Linked DNA regions of Anser cygnoides: region 1 is linked to region 2. The links are chromatin contacts, called in public Hi-C maps. All regions are on one chromosome and are shown on one strand. The core of a region is the stretch at or near the end of the contact, and the rest is flanking DNA. Distances in the headings are between cores, read along the strand shown. Region 1 overlaps CILK1 (ciliogenesis associated kinase 1). Region 2 has its middle 11 kb from the start of GCLC.

What was found. Hi-C and Micro-C count contacts between places; a contact is called where the count stands out from the background.
Region 1: a Hi-C map of liver shows a contact between it and region 2, with 10 times the contacts expected there. The contact joins two enhancer-like sites. A contact is called at or near these places in 2 of 7 Hi-C or Micro-C datasets (both in liver).

Annotation. Positions count from the first base shown.
Region 1 is chr3:97,860,724-97,864,887 of Taihu_goose_T2T_genome, forward strand. It overlaps CILK1 (ciliogenesis associated kinase 1), which reads left to right. Exons shown (of 15, transcript XM_048078077.2): 10 at 2,664-2,960; 11 at 3,994-4,164. Among named protein-coding and RNA genes, the nearest start is that of CILK1, 16 kb to the left of the region's middle. Within about 2 kb of position 2,103, at least 1 of the 3 cell types and tissues checked has open chromatin away from gene starts, as enhancers often do. A contact at or near this core is called in liver, where this site is marked.
Region 2 is chr3:97,674,511-97,678,632 of Taihu_goose_T2T_genome, forward strand. No RefSeq gene overlaps it. Among named protein-coding and RNA genes, the nearest start is that of GCLC, 11 kb to the right of the region's middle. Within about 2 kb of position 2,346, at least 1 of the 3 cell types and tissues checked has open chromatin away from gene starts, as enhancers often do. A contact at or near this core is called in liver, where this site is marked.

The sequences.
Region 1 (4,164 bases), core at 853-3,352, 190 kb after region 2:
CCTGCATAAGAAGCAGTGTGGCCAGCAGGTCGAGGGAAGTGATTGTGCCCCTGTACTCGGCTCTGGTGAGGCCGCACCTCGAGTACTGTGTTCAGTTTTGGGCCCCTCGCTACAGGAAGGACATGGACGTGCTCGAGCGAGTCCAGAGAAGGGCGACCAAGCTTGTGAGGGGTCTGGAGAACAAGTCTTACGAGGAGCGGCTGAGGGAGCTGGGCTTGTTCAGCCTGGAGAAGAGGAGGCTCAGGGGCGACCTCATCGCTCTCTACAGTTACCTGAAAGGAGGCTGTAGAGAGGTGGGGGTTGGTCTATTCTCCCACGTGCCTGGTGACAGGACGAGGGGGAATGGGCTAAAGTTGCGACAGGGGAGTTTTAGGTTGGATGTTAGGAAGTACTTCTTTACCGAAAGGGTTATTAAGCATTGGAATGGGCTGCCCAGGGAGGTGGTGGAGTCACCATCCCTGGAGGTCTTTAAAAGACGTTTAGATGTAGAGCTTAGGGACATGGTTTAGTGGAGTACTTAGTGTTAGGTCGGAGGTTGGACTCGATGATCTTGAGGTCTCTTCCAACCTAGAAAAATCTGTGAATCTGTGAATCTGTGCTGTGCTTTCTTTCATTGCTGTTAATATGTGTCACAGTATCACAGAGTGGTTGAGGTTAGCAGGGACCTCTGGAGGACATCTGGTCCAACCCCCCTGCTCAAGCAGGGACACCTACAGCAGGGTGCCCAGCACCATGTCCAGACAGCTTTTGTGCATCTCCAAGGACGGAGACTCATCCATAGCCCCTCTGTGCCAGTGCTTGGTCACCCTCACAGTAGAGAAGTTTTTCCCAATGTTCAGATGGGAGCTCCTGTGCTCTAGTTTGTGTCCATTGCTTATTGTCCTGTCGCTGGGCACCACTGAAGAGCCTGGATCCATCCTCATTTCACCCTCCTTTTGGGTATTTGTAGGCATTGATAAGATTCCCCGAGCCTTCTCTTCTTCAGGTGGAACAGTCCCAGGTCTCAGCTTTTCTGAGTATATGTGGCGCTCCAGTCCCTTACTCGTCTTTGTGGCCCTTTGTTGGTCTTCTCTTGTACCGGGGAGCCCAGAACCAGACACCAGGTGTGGCCTCACCTGGGCTGAGTAGGGGGGAAGGATCATTCCCTCGACCTGCTGCTAACACTCCTATTGCAGCCCAAGACACTGTTGTCCGCCTTTGCAGCAGGAGCCCATTGCTGGCTCACGTTCAACTTGGTGTCCACCAGGACCCCAAGGTCATTTTCTGCCAAGCTGTTTTCCAGCTAGGTGACCTCCAGCACATACTGGTGCCTGCGCTCGTTCCCTCCCCAGGTGCAGCTCTTGGCAGTTCCACTTGCTGAACGTCACGAGGTTCCTGTCAGAACATTTTTCCAGCACGTCAAGGTCCCTCTTCTTGTAGCACAACTCTGTGGTGTATCAGCCACTCCCCCCAGATCAGTGACCCCTGGGGTGCACTGACAGCTACTGCTTTCCAACCAGGCTTTGTTCCACCGATCACCACCCTCTGGGCCTAGCCATTCAGCCAGCTTTCAGCTCACCTCACTGTTGCCCAATCCATCCAGACCACTGTTGCTTAGATAAAGCTAGCTTATGCAAAGCAGTTTGAAGGACAGTCTGGGCTTGATTGCACTGTAAATATGTCCCAACATGTCATATATAAACATAGTCCAGGTATTGCATATACAGCAGTGCTGTTGGTGGTGGTAGCCAGTGGTTTTTAGATAACAGTGCCGTAGTGATAGTGCTCAACTAATGAAATACACAGGGCACCTTTTGAAAAACAGATATTATTCTGCGTTCAAATCTGATTTGATGTCAGTAGGATTGTAGTTGAACCTCTACGATATCAGACGGTCAGTACAAATTCTAATAAAAAGCTTTAAAGTTAATTAAAGCAGTTAAAATAGATCAAGAAACCACAGAGGTAATGAAAAGCAAAAACACTGAGTATAACTTGGTATTAAGAGCCATTAACAAATAGTTCTTAGCACCTGTTTTGCAATAGGTACAAATACGGTGAGGAATCTCGACTTTTAGTAGGTTTTTACAGTGAAAGGTCTTTAGGGAGAGAAAATGAGTATACCTGAAACAGCAAGGTGGGCAGAGATGAATTGCCTTTACTGACAACTCCTTAGTTACTTGTAAGGCAGGATAAAGATATTTTACCAATATATCTTCCAAGAAAGAGAAATGCTAATTTTCGTAAGGGATACGTCTATTTCACTGGAGAATGGAAGAGATGGAATGTCTGTGGGGTCATTCAAGTCTTGATGGATGAATCTGTGATGACAGTTGCTCGTGCCTTTCCACATAGGAATGTTCACATGCACAGAGACAGAGAACAGTGGAACATGCCTCTAGATTACACGTTCCTGCTTAAGTATTTACTATTCTGCAGAACCTTTTCCTTTTGTGGAGGTTCACAGATGATCTGATTACTTGATATCTGTTGAGTTTTTTTACTGTTGCAGCATTATTTTGAGGTGGATTGTGCTCACTAGGATCTGGTGTTGAGAGATGCACCTTCTGCTGTTTTCTACCCCAGAAAAGGGGAAATAAAATTTGTACTGTCCTCTTAGGGCTAGGGTAAGTTAGAAATGTTGGTTTCCTAAGTTGGATCCTAACCTCTTCATTATGTTTTAGGCACTTCGATATCCATACTTCCAGGTTGGGCATGCCTTGGGTGTTCAGGACCTGGCGAAACAAAAGGAACTCCATGACAAATCATCTCTGCATATTAAGCCTGTCCCTCCACCACAACCTCCTTCAAAATCCCATGCACGTATTTCTTCACGACCATTTCAACAAAGCCAGGCTTCTCATCATTTGGTCTATCCGTATAAGACAGACAACTCCGGGACTGATCACAGTAACTATTTACAGGAAGACAAGTCTAACCAGGTTCTTCTTCCTGCAATTCACAATAAGGTTCCTCAGCAGGTAAAGGTCCATCTAGCGCATGGATTTTCCTTAACTGTTTTATTTTTTCTTGCTCTCTTGCATGAGTTCTCATACGTACTGTACAAAAAGTACAGGTGATGTAAATAAAGAACAGCTATGACTTTCTGCTGTAAACTGGAAGTTAGTCTGTTGAAATCTAAATCCAATTGCTATAAAACAAGCAAATTGATTTCTTATTTTAAAGCATGCTACACTTCCCTTTGTTATAAAGGATGATTTTACACGAGTAAAATGATGTACAGGGGTGAGCATATTAATGTGATTGATGCCAGGAATAAAACTATTAAGCTAAATGGTATTGAATTACGTTGGGGGTCTGTTAGCTTAGTCCATTTAAGTCATCCAGTTTACGTAACTAAGACAACCCTTTGGGTTTCTGTACAGGCCATGGAAGACGACGGATTCTTTCAGAGTAAGAACCTGCCATTTATGCTGATTATACAAGGAGGATGGATGCATAAGATAGATGACTAAAGCAGCGTGAACACTTCTGATAAGCAATTGGTCTTAAGCAGAATCTGTACTGGCTGGGTACTGATTTGCTCAAGGTTGAAATGTACAAATACGCTTAGGTAGCTGAGGAGACGTAAATTTGTATCTGCACTGTCCCACAAGGAAAATATGTTCTATAAATGTGCAGGTACAGGCTAGTGGAAACATAAATGTACATGTGGTTTTGTACTCCCAAGAGGGATTAAGGAATAAAAATCAAGTATGAGCTAGTTGTTCAGAAGTTGTACAGTGAAAGATAAGTAGAATTGGAAATGAGACCCAAGAAATTTATTCTTCTGTCAATGTAAGATATTTTAATATAGGATGAAATAGAGAAGACAAGTAATAAGGTCTACAGGCTGCAGATTGTGTTCTTAGCATGTTCAAAGAAAGACTAGATTTCTGCTACAGCTCTGCTATCACTCTTGCCCTTTCAGATAGGAAGAAAAGCTGCTTTGGTTCTATCACCTGGTTTGTGGTGTAACTGTGTGGGTTTTATTCTTTTCAATTATTGTAATAGAAAACATCTGCTGGAACTGAGAACATAAATGGTGAACTTAAACCAAAAGCTAGGCGAAGATGGGGGCATCTTGCTAGAACAGTAAAGAGTTCTGAAGACTGGGATGATTTAGAAGACCTTGATTTTGGCTCTTCTGTCACAAGAGTTGACCTGAAAAACAAAAAGAGGCAG
Region 2 (4,122 bases), core at 1,096-3,595:
CCTCTTCCTGTACCTGGAAATGAGCTATTAGATCATGTTAAGACTGAACACATAACTTCACCCTTGGCAGCTTTGTTGCAGACACTAATTCTCTGTTATTTGCCCTATAGACTTGTCTTAACAGTCATCCGCAGCCCGTCAGTAATTATACTGCCTGGCTCAGAGGAGTAAGCAATAGTGTAATAAATGGAGAACATAAAGAACTTCAAGAGAAAACTACCTCAGAGCCCAGATATTAAACGTGTTTAAAAGCCTAAAATGTACAGTAACATCTAGTGAGGCACTTCCAAAGCACCTTGATGTCCCTTGAGAGCTGTGCATTTCTTTTTAGCTGTAGCACTTTTGTCTTCGAAGAACCTCCACACAACCTGCTTGGTCAATTAGGAGCGTGTCTTTCTTTCTGCAACACGTTCTGAGAAACAAGTGTGGTAACACCAACAACACCACGACTGCCCATGGTTTATGGCTACATCTTCTAACAGCAGTGTTGATGTGGCATATGGGAGCAGTGGTGAGACAGCAACCTGCAGAGCTCTTCCTTTACGCGATATGGTTTCTCACAGGCAGTAAGTAGCACTACTGAGCTCATAGTCCACCCATTCTTTTCAGGAGCTGAAGATCTTCCTAGGAATACAAGCTGCCAAAGGAAGATACAAGTAGGATGCAAAATTGGAAAGAGTCAAGTGGAGGGCAACAAAGATGATACAGGGCCTGGAGCATCTCCCCTATGAGGGAAGGCTGAGAGACCCGGGTCTGTTCAGCCTGGAGAAAAGAAGACTGAGAGGGGATCTCATCAATGTGTATAAATACCTGAGGTGTGGGAGACAGAGGGATTTGGCCAACCTCTTTTCAGTGGTTTGTGGGGACAGGACAAGGGGCAATGGCCACAAGATGGAGCACAGGAAGTTCTGCACCAACATGTGAAAGAACTTCTTCATGGTGAGAGTGATGGAGCACCGGAACAGGCTGCCCAGGGAGGCTGTGGAGTCTCCTTCTCTAGAGATATTCAGGGCACGTCTGGACGCCTACCTGGGCAGCCTGCTCTAGGGAGCCTGCTTTGGCAGGGGGGTTGGGCCCAATGATCTCTTGAGGTCCCTTCCAACCCCTACAATTCTGTGATTCTGTGAAAATTATTTGAATACCTGAACCATTCAGCGGAAGACCAACACTTCTTTTTTGATCTTTTTGGTCTGTTTGTTCAGAATGGAAATGGCATATTGACATTTCAGCTTCATTAGTGTTTGCTGACCTAGCTGAGAACATGGTTTACTCATGAGATGTCTGGAACACGCTTTTGCTCACTAATAAATTTAACCTCCTGTTACACATAGTAATGAATAGGGTTTTATTTGGGATTTTGAGCAACTCTTACACAATTAAGTTGAAGCTTTTTCCTTGGTGGAATGCCACAGATTATACAGCTCTTTTGGAAAGGAAGATTAGAGCAGATTGGTGGAACAGGAGTCATGAGAAATTTCAGAAGTACAAGGGTTTCTCATAGGATGATCCATGGGACTAAAACCCATATACCAAAAGGGAGGTTAAAAGGTAACACAATTTCTTGTTTCAATGCCTGCGAAGAAAATAACTAGCACTAGATGAAATTATGTTGAGTATGAAGACTTTTGGCGGGTTATTCTATCTGCTGTGTGACTAGAATAGCCCACACTGTGTGACCCTTTCAGCCTTCTCTGCCCCTTTGTGTTGTGCGTGGACAGAAAACACATCAGCATCACTGCCTTGGCACTGCCCTTTCTGTCTCCACCTGGAGCAAGAGCACCAATGGATCCTATGGCCCTAGTTTTGGAAAGAAATGGGTGACAGCAGTTGATCCCACGGGCAAAACCGAAGGGAGTTCTGGTGTCAGCACCACCAAGCATGGGAGCAGGGTTTGGCAGGCACATACTCTTTTTTACATAACTGTGCAAAGTACAGTTCCTGTGATAAAACATTACAGTATGTTACAGGTTATTTGGGGCAAGGGTTAAATTTCCTCTACTGTTATCTTTGTGCCCGATGCATTCTTTCGCGGAAATGGGGATTTGGGCAAAGATTAAAGAAGATACATATGCGAATGACTGGTTTACCACACGGGCACTGTAATATTGTTACTGGCAGTATTAGCAAGGGTTAGAATCTGAGGCAAAGAATCATTTACAGGCATTGAGGAGAAACTAGGCAGTTATTTTCTATAAACCTCAAATAGTTGAACAACAGAGCCTTTAGGGATCTACTAATGCAAAGCTTGGTTTGGGTTCCAACTCTTACCTCACCTGCTAAGCATTAACTATTTCTTCATGCTTAAAATGAAAATATTCAAGAATGCCACATGACAGGCATATATATGTTTGTGTGTGTGTATATATATATATGTATACAGAGTCTATGCTGAAACAGGGAATATAAACAACCGAAACATGTACCTTGCACGCTTTTGCAATAAAGCAAGGTTATTAACGCAGACTCTGACATACAAAGGTGCAGCTCTATTTCAAGAGCTATTTGCGTATCTTTATTATTTTATGATCATTGCTTTAGTGTCAGTGGTTGAATGGCCAGGAGAATATGCTTTGTCAAGCCTCCCAAAGGGAACCAGTCTGAGAAGGGGTGAAGGGAGAGAAGGCACACTTCATTCACTTGCTCTGTTGATCTTCTGCACCAGGAGACCAGAAGGTCACCACCAGAAGGTCCAAGTCCCACGTCAGGGGTTTGCTAGGGAATACGTGGCTTTGCCCGGCGGGTCTCTCATTAGTCCTGACCTTTACAACAGTCCTCTTTGGCACAGTGCTCTACCCTGAAAAGCTGACATGGGGCAGGGATGCCACTAACCAGTTCCTGGCTCCAGTTAGCTACACAGATGCACAAATGACTGTGCCAGTGCGAGCACAGGGGACAGGAGACAGCAGGATGACATGCCGTGTCTGCCGGGCCACTGCCCAATTCACTGGTGGTCCCAGTACCCATGTCCACATGTACCTGTCTCTCCTCTTTCTTACACAGTAATTTCACAGCAGGCTTTATAGGAAACTTAGACTCTTACCCTAAGATACCTGGATCTGCCCCTGGAGCTGGGGACCTACAGTTAAGGTAAAGCAATAATTATTCTAGGTACTTAAATGAAGCATCCTGGATCCCACCCAGAATAGCTTGAAATCTCTGATCCTTAATTTGTCTACTTGTATATAGAGAGCTGTTTATGCTTACTCCCACTTGACAGTTCCTCGGAGGTGCTATAAATAATACAAACATATTAAAAAGTTCTATAGTGCTAAGTACTAGGCCAGCTTTTGAAATTGTATCAATTGCTCCACTTAGACAATTTTCAAAAAAAAGACATTTTCAGCATCTTCTGCTTTAATTCTCTTTGACATGGAGCCTCCAAAACATTTCCAACTTCTCTCCAGAGTATACACCTGTCTGATGAAAACACTTTGGAGGTATGAATGGTGTTAAGTTACACAAAGAATATGTTAAAAAAATACTGATTTTTTTCTCTCAGTGTTTTCCTCTTTCAAGTTTTCCTCTCACTATTCTGATTTTGCACTGGGCTCTGCCTAAAACCTTTAGAAAATCACCAAGCAACCAGTTTCATTAAAGAGAAGAGGAGAACGCATTTCCAATAATTTTCAAGTTTTCAGTAGAACTTCATACTCCATGTGAAGTAGATTACACACAATAAGCAATACGAAGTAGGTGAGATGCAGGGACTTTGTAATTAAAGATTTGGAGATAAACTTGCAACTGAAGAAGGTGTAATTGATCTCTGGAGACTATTCAGTGAGCAACTATTAGTAGACTATTTTCTCCACACCTGCCACTCAAGGTATCCTGGTTTTCAATATGTTCCTGAAAAAAAATGCTTTGGTGCAAAATTATGTCTGAAAATAAACTGTTCTTCACTAGCCATCAGAGCCATAAGTCATGCAGGAACTAAGGTATGGCACTCAATAAAAGTTTGTAATTGCTTTTCAACATTTTCACAATGGCAGTGACTCTAGTACTGTCACTACTTTTAACCTATAAAAGCCTGTAGGTTGTTATTTTTCTTGCTATGTGAATGGTGGGTTAGTCTTAAAAGGAAAATGATGTCCTGGTTATCAGTAAAATACCAAAGGGTACTTG